2 separate regions of the Mus musculus genome follow, and region 1 is linked to region 2. A link is a contact called in public promoter capture Hi-C data. All regions are on one chromosome and are shown on one strand. Each heading gives the region's core, a stretch centred on a gene start, on an enhancer-like site or on the middle of the called end of the contact. The rest is flanking DNA. Distances are from core to core; before and after follow the strand shown.

Region 1 (6,251 bases), core at 1,363-3,862, 49 kb before region 2:
TATTTATATACACACATGTCATGTAATATATTATTAAATATTATATATTTAATATTAATGTAATAATATAGATTAGCATATCTTAAACAGGCTCTTTCTGTGTAGCTCTGGCTGGCCTGGAACACCTCTGAAGCCCAGGCTGCTCTGTCTCTAAACAGCAACAAAAAGTTTTAATTTATTCCTGTGATACAGCTTGAGTTGATATGACTATTAATACAGAGATTGATAAAAATGCTTTCATCTTCAGCCATGCACAGGGGCACACGCCTTTAATCCCAGCCCTCTGTGAGTTGGAGGCCAGCCTGGTCTACACAGTGAGTTCTAGGACAGCCAGGGATACATAGAGAGATCTTGTCTTCAAAAAAAAAAATCTTCTGGATCAGTGAAATGGCTCAGCAGAAAGAGGGGCTTGCTGTGAAAGCCAGAGAAAATGAGTTCAATTCCTAAAAGCTGCATGAAGATGGAGGGAGAGAACTGCCCCACAAAGTATTCTTTGACTTCAGCACACACTCCCACCCCACCAGTAATAAATCGAAACTTTTTTTTTTTTGAGACACGGTTTCTCTGTGTAGCCCTGGCTGTCCTGGAACTCACTCTGTAGACCAGGCTGGCCTCGAACTCAGAAATCTGCCTGCCTCTGCCTCCCGAGTGCTGGGATTAAAGGTGTGCGCCACCACGCCCGGCTCAACAAAACTTTTAAAGTTGTTTTTCTCTCTCTCTCTCCCTCCCTCTCTCTCTTTCTTTGTAGTTTGATATAAATGTCCCGGGACATTGTTGGAAAGTCTAGTCTTTTGTCATTTATAGTTCGAAAAATCCAATTGATTATGTATGTGTGGGCGTGCCTTGTTCTTAAGGGAGACATCAGCCCACTCACTAAGGGGAGTGTCTCCTCAGACTGATGGTTTTTATAAAATTGCCTTTGTGTGTGTGTGTGTATGTGTGTGTATATGTGTATGTGTGTGTATATGTGTGTGTGTGTGTGTGTGTATGTGTGTGTGTATTTGTATTTCTGTGTGTATTTCTGTGTGTGTTTATGTGTGTATATGTGTGTATATGTGTGTTAGTGTGTGTGTGTTTGTTGTTAACATTGAGGGAGGGATGCTGGAGAGACAGCTCAGTAGCAAAGAGCAGAAAATGGTGCTTGCTTCCAGCACTCATGTTGGGCAGTTGCCAGTCTACCATCACCTATAACTTCGCTTCCAGCGAGATCTGGTGCCATCCTCCTGCCTCTGCAGACCCAGGGCACTCCTGCAGCTGCACACACACACACACACACACGAATACACCCATTCACACACACACACACACACTAGCTATAGGTCTTGCTCCATTGTCAAGCTGCTACTGTGATCTATAGAACACAGTTGGAAACACTGGCTTGGATAGTCACATGATCGCCTGTCACAGACGGGAGAGAGGGACCCACCTCATACCGACAGTGGTGAATCTATAATCTTGACTTTAGATCCCTTCATTTGCTAACGGAAACACTGACTGGAATTCCGTTTTCCACATCAATTGTGCATTTTTTAAATGTGTGTGTGGTTCACGTGAGGGCAAGTGTGTGTGCATTTGTGTGTGCACACACGTGGAACCCAGAGATGACCTTAGTTAGATGTTGTTTTTCCTCAGACACCATCCACTGAGACCTTGGGCCCATCAATCAGGCGAGGTTGACTAGCCAGTGAGGTTCTGGAATCCTCCGGTCTCTGCTTCCTCTGTGCTGAGACTACAAGCATATGCCATACCTGGCCATTTCTGTAAGTGATCCGCATCAGGGCGGTTCCCTGGGCTCGAATGGCAGGCACTTAGCCGATTGAACCTCCCTCATCCCTTATAGCGACCACTGAATATTATGGCTTGGATCTGTGTCCCCAAAGTTTCATTTGTTGAAAGCTTGGTCCTCAACCTGTGCCTCTGACTGCTAGGAGGTGGCAGGCCCCTCCCCACAGGTGGGGTCTAGTAGGAGGTCTATAGATTATTTGTGGCATATTCTGAAAGAGGACTTTGTGTCTCGCCGCTTCTGGATCCTGATGTAAGAAGTCCACTCTGCCGCTCATTTCCACTGTCACGTGTCACAGTTGCCAAAGGCCTTAAGTCATGGGGCCCACCCAATCTTGGGCTGGAGCCGAGGAACCGGAGCCCAAATAATCTTTTATTTTTATGTTTGTTTGTTCGTTTGTTTGTTTTCGAGACAGAGTTTCTCTGTGTAGCCCTGGCTGTCCTGGAACTCACTCTGTAGAACAGGCTGGCTTCGAACTCAAGAGATCCACCTGCCTCTGCCTCTTGAGTGCTGGGATCAAAGGCGTGCGCCACTACTGCACAGCCTATCTTAAAAAAAATCAGTTAATTGCCCCAATTATTTTCTTATAGTAACATGAAGTGAATACCCTGAACTTATAAAGCTTTAGCTTAAAAAAATGCACCCATACCTCATGTAAGTTTTGGAATTAATATAGAATCAGAGAATCCGCTCCTATCAATCAGCACTCGTTTAAGCCCTCTTCCGCCTACGCCTTCCCTCTCATGTTTAGCCTTGAAGCCAACACCCTGCCAAGTAAACCGGGGGCTGTGTTTTCCAAAGTCTTCCGGTTGCTATGGGAGCACCAATGTCTCAGAGCTGTTACCCTCCCTGAAGGTCTGGCCCCCGAGATCCCTTCTCAGAGAAGGAACTATGTATGGGTCCTCGGAGCTGTCAAAAGGCTGTTTCCTTGGTAGGCAGAGACGGTGTGTGAGGCTTGGCCGTGGCTACTTCTTTCTCTTCTGGAAACTCCACTCCATTTCTCTTGGCAAAAGCACAGTTTATCTCTACAAATGTCCTGCCCTTGGTTTCAGGGATTACCACGTAGATATAAGCAGCAGTGAGGATACAGACGCCAGCGAAGACGAGAAAGCTGTAGGCTCCGATGGCCACCTAGGGAGGGGACAAGAGGAGGGTGACCCTTTCAGACAATACACTTGGTGCCTTTGTGAGTCACAGGGACTTTCTTCATGGCCAAAAGTATTCTAGCCCTAAAGGTAAAAAAAAAAAAAAAAAAAGTCGGGACAACTGGGCCCCTCCCTAACCTCCGAAGGAATCTTCAGTGTTTGGCTCACAGGTCCTTCCTGAACTGAAATCTGGAGTCTGGCAGGCTCAGGAGAGGGAGGCGTCAGGGTCTGCTCTTTTGTGCTGTCACTCAGATCTTCCCAGCCCTGAGCCCCTCTGCAACGAGCCATTTCCACCTCTAAGTGCAATCCCTGTATAAGTGGGACACGGCACACGCAAGGATTATCACTTGGGTTCCACGGCTCGTGCTTCTAACCCCAGCACTATGGGTGCTGAGGCAGGAGGATTCAGAGTTCCAGGCTGGGGTAGAGTATTGCCTGTTACGCATGTTAGGCTCTTGGTTCGATCCCAGGCACTGGGAAATCAGTGCATCAAGGAACCAGGCCAGAGTGAGTCAGTTTGGGCCCCTTTGAACTGGGAGATTTTGGGGGAGAGTGCTGTGTTTAGAGGCAAGTGTTCATGTAGCCCAGGTTGGCCACAAACTCTCTAAGCAGCTAAGGATGGCCCTGAACTTCTGATTTTTCTGTCTCCACCCTCTAAGCACTGGCTTTACAGACCTGTGCCACCATACGCAGTTTACGCTGAGCTGAGGATTGAACTCAAACCTTTGTGGGTGGTGGGCGAACACTCTTACCAACTGAACTCCATCCCTAGCCTCTGGGAGGTGCTCTTCATGAAGGAATAACTACTCCCTGCCTTGAGGTAAGGACAGGGACCACGAATGGGACATAAAACCATGCCAGGAAGTTTGGTAAGGCAGAGCAGGTCGAGACCTGGAGACTCGGTGGGCACACATCTGAGGCTTAAGTGACTCTCAGCTCCCTGCCAGACTCCTGACTTGGAACACGTGCCATGCTCCTCACATAAAACAAATTTATCTGGACACATAGACTCAAAACAGGGTTCTCCATGCTAACGAGGTACCTAGAGTCCTGGAGGGCTTAGCCAATATTCGCCTATTCCCAGACATTCCTCTCTGTACAAGCTATTTACTCTCAGGCCCACCCTGAGAAGTGGGGTATGGTTTTACGCATCCATTTTCCGCCATGACAGTAAACTGTTTAGAACCATGGACTGTCTCTTTTTATCAAGATCTGCTATGGGGAGCCATGAGGAAGGCCTTCACCTACAGATTGGCAGCCTAATCTCCCATAGAAGGCCTCTCTGTACTCCCGGCCACAACCACCACCAAGCCTGCTGCCAAGCTAAGGAGAATCATCCCAGCCAGGACAAGCCGGAACACCCCCCCCCCGCCCCCCCATTCCCCGTCCCCAACCTGCGCCATCCCCCCCACCCCCCAACCCACTTCATTCTCCCTTCATCTTTGACTCCTAGTGTTGCCTGGATGTCCAAGAGTCTGAGAACCCCATGGCCCCGGGCCTCCTCGTAGGCCCAGGGACCCTCTAGCCAGCTCTGGCTTTCTCACATCTTAGACTGCGCTTCTCCCACCCCCAGCCCCTGCCCACCCTAGTGGTACCTCAGTGCTACCCTACAACCAGGCACCTGCCCCTGGCCTCAGCATGGTATAAGCTCAGTCAAACTCCCTGCTTTCCACTTTCCCAAGCGGCCGTGAGCAGCCGTGAGCAGCCGTGCCCTGTGGCGGAGCGGACTCCCACAAACAGCCAAGGATGGCGTGAAGGGCCACTCACCTGGATGGATGGAAACGTCAACCCCACGATGAAGTTGGTGAGCCAGTGCACAGCCCCGTCCACAGTGAAGGCGGCTGTCCGAGAGGACTGCAGGACAATCTCTGTCCTCACCACCGAGGGGACAGGACCTGGGGGGAAGGAAGGCTCAGAGGGTCCTGAAGGCTACTAGGACCTGCCATGACCTCACTGCGAACCTCACACCCTTAGAGCACCTCACCTCTCTGTATGGGTCACCTCTGCTGGAATTGGGGACTAAAAAAAACCCCATCTTTACCCCCAAACTCTGGCAGAGGTTTGGAAAGCCAGGGGTGGCTGCCAGCACTGTTTCTCACAGCTGGATGCTATGGAAGGTTTGTAGAAACCCAGCAGGCGCTTCTTGGGATCCACACAGGGAAATCCTCTCTAGATCAGCCCAGTTTTGAAATTCTTGCTGTCTAGAGTCGCTGTGCCCTGCTCTGTGCCCTGGCTTGGACATTGCTGACCCCCCCCCCGCCCCCGCCAGTGTGCACAGGGATGGTAATGCCAGCTCTCCACCTCTTTCCCTATTCCAAATCTTTCTCTGCTGTCTCTTTGTTGCTTCCAGAGATGGTTTTGTCTCAAATGTCTATAACTATGTTTCTCCCTGACTGCTACCTCCATGAAAATGTTTTTGTTGTTGTTTTAGGGGTCAGTAAGATGGCTCAGTGGGTAAAGGTGTTTGCTGCCACGCCTGAGGACCTGAGTCGACCCACACAGTGGAAGAAGAGAATCATTTCCCACAAGTTGTCTCCAACTTCCACATATGCACCGTAGCATATGCAAGCAGACAGGCATATAAATAAATGAATAAAATGTAAAAAAAAAAAAAAAACAAAAACAAATTAATGTTTTAGATAAGCGCTTCTTTATCTCGGGCTGGTTTTCAATTCACCTAGTAGCCGAGGAGTGTGTAGCTCTAGCTAGCCTGGAACTCATTTTGTATGCATGAATAAAACTGATAATGCATTTTAAAAGATCCAGTGGGTCCAGAGCTGGGCCGGGTAACACACAATTACAATCCTAGCCCTTGGGGGCTGAGGCAGGAGGATTGTGAGCTTAAAGGCAGCCTAGTAAGGAAGATTTTATAAAGTAAGATTATGACTCTAATACCACAAACTGCACAAAGATTGTGGAGCCGTGCAGGTCTTAAGCCGAGCTGTTTGAGAGGTAGTGGTGGAGGAAAGACGAAGGGAAGCTCGGCACTCAAGTGTTTATTGAGCACCTTACGTGTGTCAGGCTTTAGAGACTGGTAGAAGCAGAGGAACCGAGCGAAAACTTACTGGGTCCTATGGAATGTCCCACGATGTAGGAGAACACACAGACGATACTAAGGTAAGACAGCTCAGGGGCCGTGCTCTGTGGGAGAAGCAGCCCTGTACGTCAGAGGGCGTGGCCTGGGACCTGGGGGTGGGGCTCAAGCTAAGAACCTAGGGAGCTGAGGCCACCTGTGGGTTCCGCCAGCCTGCTGCAAAAATTCTGAGTCCCACCAAGGCTACAAGGGCTCTAGGCAAGGGGAGGAGGCAGGTAGGGATAAGGAT
Region 2 (6,358 bases), core at 1,776-4,275:
CACCTGGGCGGCTGAGGGAGAAGGATCGCAAGTTCAAGGCCAGTTGAGACAATTTAGAGAGCCCCCCCACTTAAACTGAAAGGGAGGAAATGGCTGGGGCGGGGTGGGTGGGGATGGTTCAATGGTGGGGGACTTGCCTGGCCTGCATGAAGCCCTGGCTTCAGTCCCCAGCACCAGAAAATCAACAAATAACAAAACCAGAACAAAACAGTTCCCAGGTTGACTCTAATTCTGGGTTTTGGGGCGGGATGGAGTCTGCCCTCTAGGGGACACTGGTTTATCATACCACAAGTAAAGTGGGCACTGGCTGGGGACATCCCTTGTCATCCTAGACAGCTCCAGGGATACCCATGCTCAGCATCAATAGTGAGGTCATCTGCTCCACAAGGCAAACCAAGCAATAGTATTGGCAAGAGGATTCAGTCCTGGCCAGACACTCACTGCCTGTGCATTGTCTAAGTGTTCCAGCAACCAGGGGGAGGGCGTGGTTATCAGTCCATTTTACAGGTGAGAAGTCACCTAGGTGGGACAGCACACACCTACAGCCCTAGCACTTGGGAGTTAGAGGCAGGAGGATCAGGAGTTTGGGGCCAGCCTCAGATGCACAAACTGTCTCTATAACTAAATTATCGAAATAAAGCATCTTGCCAAGGTTTTAGCTGCAGCTAAACGGGCGATGAGCTGGAACCAATCACAGGTGCTTCTCCCTCCTAAGACCACGCCCACCCTCTATGCCATAGGCCAAGCTTCCAGTCCATGTGTTACGGACCTTGGTAAATAATATTTTGCACAGATGCCTGCTCCTCCCTAGCCACATACAAACAAACGCCGTGGGAAGGATTAAAATGCAAATTCCTTGAATGTGTTCATCAATTCATGTAACATTTTTTTGTTTGTTTGGTTTTTTTTTTTTTTTCGAGACAGGGTTTCTCTGTATAGCCCTGGCTTTCCTGGAACTCGCTCTGTAGACCAGGCTGGCCCTGAACTCAGAAATCCACCTGCCTCTGCCTCCCAAGTGCTGGGACTAAAGGCGTGCGCTACCACTGCCCAGCTCATGTTACCTTCTTGGCGCTGGAAATTTTTCTCAACCAAGGAAATCTACACCTAATCCCTACTTACACTGTGAGTTTGGAAGAGAAAGGAAAAAAAAATTTTTTTTTTTTTTTGACAAACAGGGTCTTTATCCTAGGCTGGCTTTGAACTCCCTTTGTGGCTGAGATTAACCTCAAACTCCTCATCTCCCACCTCTACCTCCCAAGGGCTAAGGCACAAGCGTGAGCCATACCTGCTTCACCTTGGACTTTCTGGACCCATGGTAAGTACTCTACGAGCAGAACCATACTCACCAGCCCCGTTTCAGGCACTTTCCGAGAGCTGTTCCGGTGGCAGGATTCCTAACGGGCATCTGTCTACAAACACTGCACTGACTCCTATAAAACCCTACTCTTTGCTGGGCTTCTGAGCAAACTGCCCTCTTCCAGACAAGCGCATCCCGCCGCCCAGGGCAGGTTCTGCAATACCTGAGCAAGAAGCTGAGCAGTCGACACCCACCCCCGCCCCCGCCCCACCCCCCTCCTCTGACCGCTGCCAGCCACATACTCACCCCTGTCTCCTCTTGATGTTTTTCCTCCATCGTTGCTCTGCAAGTGCAGCCTGCGGCTCACCTCCTCAAAGTGCCAGCTGTGCTGTTCGGGAGGGAAGATATTTAGGCTGCACTTTGGCCGTGCCAACTCTCAGCCAATTGCATTTTTATTGCTAGTCTAAGTCAGAATAACCCTTTCAGGCACCGGCAGCGTTTGCCCTGCCTTTCACTTCTGCTTTTAAGTTAAACATGTAGAGTTTGGCTAAGCCAGTGGGTCCCCTGAAACTGTGGACTCAGCGAGGTACCCAGGGGAAACAGCCTCCACTGCTCAAGTCTTCACCAGGCACGGCCTTGAAAAATGACTAGAAAGTGTATTTCTGTCTGGAACACATGGACAGCAACAGCTGTCACCAGCCCTATGCCACATTAGATAATGGGCTAACATATGGGGCTGTAAAGGCTTAGCCTAGTGTTTCCCACCACACCTTCTACTGCCAAGTGTCCCTAGTGGAGAGTCAGTTCTTGCTCAAGCAACCATGATGAAACTGTTATTATCGTTACTATCACTATTATTATTGGTGCTGGAGACCGAGTACGGATTGCCTGTGCTCTAGGGCTGAGCTATCTACCCTGGCCTTAGGTAACGCTGTTTGAGGAGAAAACTTTATTTTGTCTTTTTAAGGAACCCCGAGCGGCCCGGAGAGATACACTTTTCAGTACTGGGAAAGTAGCAAATACCTTCTTGTACTCTTCCTTTGCAGGGCAGGCTAAGTCCCCAGAGGCTGGTGTGAGTCCAGCAATCTGCCCACAAGCTGGTCACCACGGGCTCCGGCGCTCAGCACGTGTTCAACTGCTACCGGACTGACCAGGCCAGGCAGCCAAAACCTGAGCAAAGTCCCACCAGGCCCGCAGATTTTCATCCTTGTTAGACATGCTCCTTTGATTTATTAGCTGTTGCTCGAGTTCAGTCAGCAGATGTCTTTCTTCTTGTCCTTCACCCTTCAGCCGTTTATCAGGAGCCCACTCTGCATCCAGAAGTGTAGATCCGCTCGGGTAGCAATGGACAGTGGGGGCGTCTCCTTCCAGGAAAACTTCCTTGTTTTCTTCCCACTCCAACACGGTGGCTCTTCAACTAAGGCGTGACGGGGCCAGAGAGATTCATGTATTTCAAATAGTTTGAAGAAAAACAAAACCTTCCAAAGAAAATGCACGTAAATTGTAGGTGGTGTCACTTACTTCGGGGGCGGGAGTGAGAGGTGGGGTACAGAAATAACGAGCCGAGTTTACAATCTTGGGAGCGTAGGGAACAGAGGCCAGCTTCTTGGCCCCCAACTATTAATCTTCTCTCTGCCTGTTTTACTGTAAAATGAGATCTGAAAGCTGAGGGTTCAATCCCTGCCTCAACTTTCTCAACAGGGTAGGTGGGTGGGTGGGTGCAGGTCTGTGGTCAGACCCTGAGAGAAGTATTCGGAGTGGGAGTCTGGTTTCTGCGCAGTCGCAGTTCAGCGCGACCAACGCTCATCCTCAGTCCCAAGAGCACTTGCGGTTGAGGTGAGCCGGGGAGGGGTGCGGAGGGGCAGGAGCGGGTAGGGGGCGGGGGCGGGGGAGGGGGCGGAGCTGCATGCGTCCCTGTGTCCCCTGGAGGGAGCTGGCGATTCTGTCTGGTCCTCTGGGCTGGCAACTGCAGTCTGCCCCAAGGACATCCATCCCCAGGGCTCTCTTCTCCAAGAGAGAAGAGAAGGTCATTCTATAGACATGTCTTCTGTGTCCCCTGAAGAACCTGTCCGCAATTTCAGGACCCAGCCAAGCCACGGCCAACAGGGTGGAGGGCTGGAAGGTGGGCAGTGGGCACTCTTAGGAACACAGTACCCTGGGTGCATCTGGTTTGAAAGTGTGTGGATGGATCCTCTTGGTTTTCAGACCTCCCAGATGGATCCGGCCTGCTGAGCCTTCCCTGGCCATCTCGCCCTTGCTTCTGTGGCTTCTGAATGCGGCAGGAAATCCACCGCTGTATCTAAGCTTTGGGATTCATTTTTATGCTTTTGTTTGTTTGTTTGTTTGTTTGTTTGTGTTTTGAGACTGAGTTCCATTATGTAGTCCAGGGTGTTGTGGAATTCACTGTATAGTCCAGGTAGGTCTTGAACCTGAGAGAGCCTGGTCTCGGATTCCCAAATGTTAGGGTTACAGGTCTGAGCCTCTGGTTCAATGGGACCTTTAAAAAGGCCTTTAATAAGCACTAATAAACCCACGGACATTTTGGTGAGTTAAAGAGCACAGAATGAGGCGGGTGGAAAGAATACATGTGACGAATTACTAATATTTCCAGGAATTTGACCTGGGTTTAGCAGCCATCTCTGATAAGAGCCAAGGGATTGTCTTAAAGAGAAAAGGGAGTGGCCAGGTGCAGTTCTCCGGGCTGGACTCTAGAGGGCCTTCTTCCATACCTTTCTCTTGGGGAAGTCATTTGATCCACAGTGGGGAAGGATGTGAGACAGGCCGAGCCCACCAAGCAGCCTCTCAGATCTTTTATATTAAGTTGCTTCTAAAATATTTTAAAATATCTATGTCATTTTACGTGAGTGTTTTGCCTTCATGTATGTGTGTACTGCATGTGGAAACTGGTGCCTGCTTAGGTCGCAAGAGGATGATAGATCCCCTTGAAGTGGACTTACATGTATGGTTCTGAGCCACCATGTGGGTGCTGGGAACCAAACCTGGCTCCTTTGCAAGAAGAACAAGAGTTCTTAACTGCTGAGCCCTCTCTCCAGCCCTTAAATTGCCTCTAAGTAGGGAAATAACTTTGCCAAAAATTCTGGGATGAAGGTCTAGGTCTCAGATCCCAATTCCAAAACCACGATTAGTAACACAACACAGAAACTTTGTCAGTACACAGTCCAGAAGAAGAGTATTGCTCAGTGTGGTGGCACAGCCTACGATCCCAGCACTAGGGAGGTGGAGGCAGGCTATCAGAAGATCTAGGCCATACTTGGATAGACAGTGTGGGCTATGCAAGACCATGTCTAAAAAAAAATAAAAAATAAAAGGGGGGGAGGGAGGAAGGAAGAGAGAGAGAGAGAGAGAGAGAGAAGGGAGGGTGAGGGAGGGGAGGAAAACCTAAATGTTTGGAAGCTGCTCTTTCTGGGATGTGAGTTTTCCTGTTAGTCAGTGTTTTTATTTACCCGGCCCTTTGCTGTATAGAGAAGAGAGAAAAAGGATGCAAAAATAGCCTTGGCCACTTGGGGCTCAGACTCTCGCTGAGGAAGCAGAGTGTCCTAGTTTGCTTCCCATGGCTGTGGTATAGACCACAACCAAAAGCAGCTTCGGAAGGAAAGGGTTTGTGTCAGCTTACAACTGCTGATCACAGTACATCCTCCAGAGAGGCCACGGCAGAAGCTCAAGCTAAACCAGGAACTGAAGCGGAGACCATGGAGGAAAAGGGCCTGCTGGCTTGTCCCTCAGGCTTGCTTTCTAAAATATTTCCCAGGACCATCTGCCCAAAGGTTGTAGTATTGATACATAAAGAGCCGGGCCCTCGAAAGTCAATCATCATTCAAGAAAACGCCCCCCCCCCCGCCCTCGAGCCAATCAGATGAAGGCATTTTCTTAAATGATGTCCCTCTCCTCAAGTCAATTGATAAAAAAATTAAGTAGCGGGCAGAGTTCAGTCAAATGAACACACTGAGCAACTCAGGACGACTGAAGGCTCTTGGCAAGCTGGGGGCGGGGTGGGGTGGGGTGGGTGGTGGTGGTGGTGAGGTGGGAAGTGGGGGCAGGTGAGGGAAGTGAAGAGTTCTCTGGTCATGAGGAGCTCTGCCATGTGTGTGCTGATAGCCTGTGCTTTGCAATGAGGGAGTAGCAAAATGAGGTGGTCTGAAAAGCGTAAAGGAAAGGAGGGGGGCATTGAAAGGAGACTAGCGAGATGGACAGACAGACAACTGTCAGTGCGTGTAGCCTTTTTTGCTTTTTTCCTTCCTTCCTTCCTTCCTTCCTTCCTTCCTTCCTTCCTTCCTTCCTTCCTTTCTTTCTTTCTTTCTTTCTTTCTTTCTTTCTTTCTCTCTCTCTCTTTCTTTGATAGAAATTGATAAAAAAAATTCAGTAGCGGGCAGATTCAGTCAAATGAACACCCTGAGCAACTCAGGACGATTGAAGGCTCTTGGCAGGCTTTCTTTCTTTCTTTTTGTTTTTGTTGTTTTAAGACAGTGTCTCTTTACATAGCCCTGGCTGTCCAGAACCTCATTATGTAGACGAGGCTGGCCTTAAATTCAGAGAGCCACCTGCCTCTGCCCCCTGAGTTCAGGAACTTGGTTTTTTTTTTTCCCCTTTCTTTCTTTTCTTTTCTTTTCTTTTCTTTTCTTTTCTTTTCTTTTCTTTTCTTTTTCTTTCTTCCTTTTTTTTTTTTAACATAGAGAAGGTATTTAGAATTTGGGACAAGCCAGGTGTCCTGGTTTCCTTTCTATTGCTGTGATAAAATATCCAGACAAAAGTAACTTAGGAGAGGAGGGGTTTAGTTTTTTTACAGTCCCAGGTTACTGTCCATCACCGAGGGGGAATCAAGGCAGGCATTCAGTCAGTAGTCAGTCATATCATAGTCATAGTCAAGAGCAGAGAGAAACAAATACACGCAAAGTTGCCTGTAGCTTTTACTTGTTCTGAATCGTGCAGGGTCTTCTGCCTGGGGAATGTGCTGCCCACAGTGGTCTGGGACTTCCCATGGCAATCAACAATCAAGGCAATCCCCTAAAGACTTGTCCACTGGCCTGATCTGAGCCTTTCTTC

The links. Promoter capture Hi-C pulls out the DNA fragments that hold promoters and counts their contacts.
Region 1: a promoter capture Hi-C map of trophoblast stem cells shows a contact between it and region 2, with 2.8 times the contacts expected there. The contact joins the enhancer-like site here to the promoter of Slc2a5 in region 2. A contact is called at or near these places in 2 of 39 promoter capture datasets (stem cell-derived epiblast-like cells and trophoblast stem cells), 1 of 15 datasets of contacts at CTCF or cohesin (embryonic stem cells), 4 of 484 Hi-C or Micro-C datasets (bone marrow-derived macrophages, embryonic stem cells and morula), 3 of 115 datasets of contacts at active chromatin or transcription factors (embryonic stem cells and microglia) and 4 of 9 other capture datasets (adipose tissue, liver, macrophages and 1 more).

What each region holds. Positions count from the first base shown.
Region 1 is chr4:150,164,927-150,171,177 of GRCm38.p6, reverse strand. It overlaps Slc2a7 (solute carrier family 2 (facilitated glucose transporter), member 7), which reads right to left. Exons shown (of 12, transcript NM_001368869.1): 10 at 5,994-6,069; 11 at 4,696-4,823; 12 at 2,136-2,914. The coding sequence ends at 2,696. Among named protein-coding and RNA genes, the nearest start is that of Slc2a7, 19 kb to the right of the region's middle. Within about 2 kb of position 2,612, at least 7 of the 459 cell types and tissues checked have an H3K27ac peak or open chromatin away from gene starts, as enhancers often do. A contact at or near this core is called in trophoblast stem cells, where this site is marked.
Region 2 is chr4:150,116,011-150,122,368 of GRCm38.p6, reverse strand. Slc2a5 (solute carrier family 2 (facilitated glucose transporter), member 5) reads right to left here and starts at 3,025. Exons shown (of 14, transcript NM_019741.3): 1 at 2,819-3,025; 2 at 2,321-2,714; 3 at 1,604-1,685. The coding sequence starts at 1,633.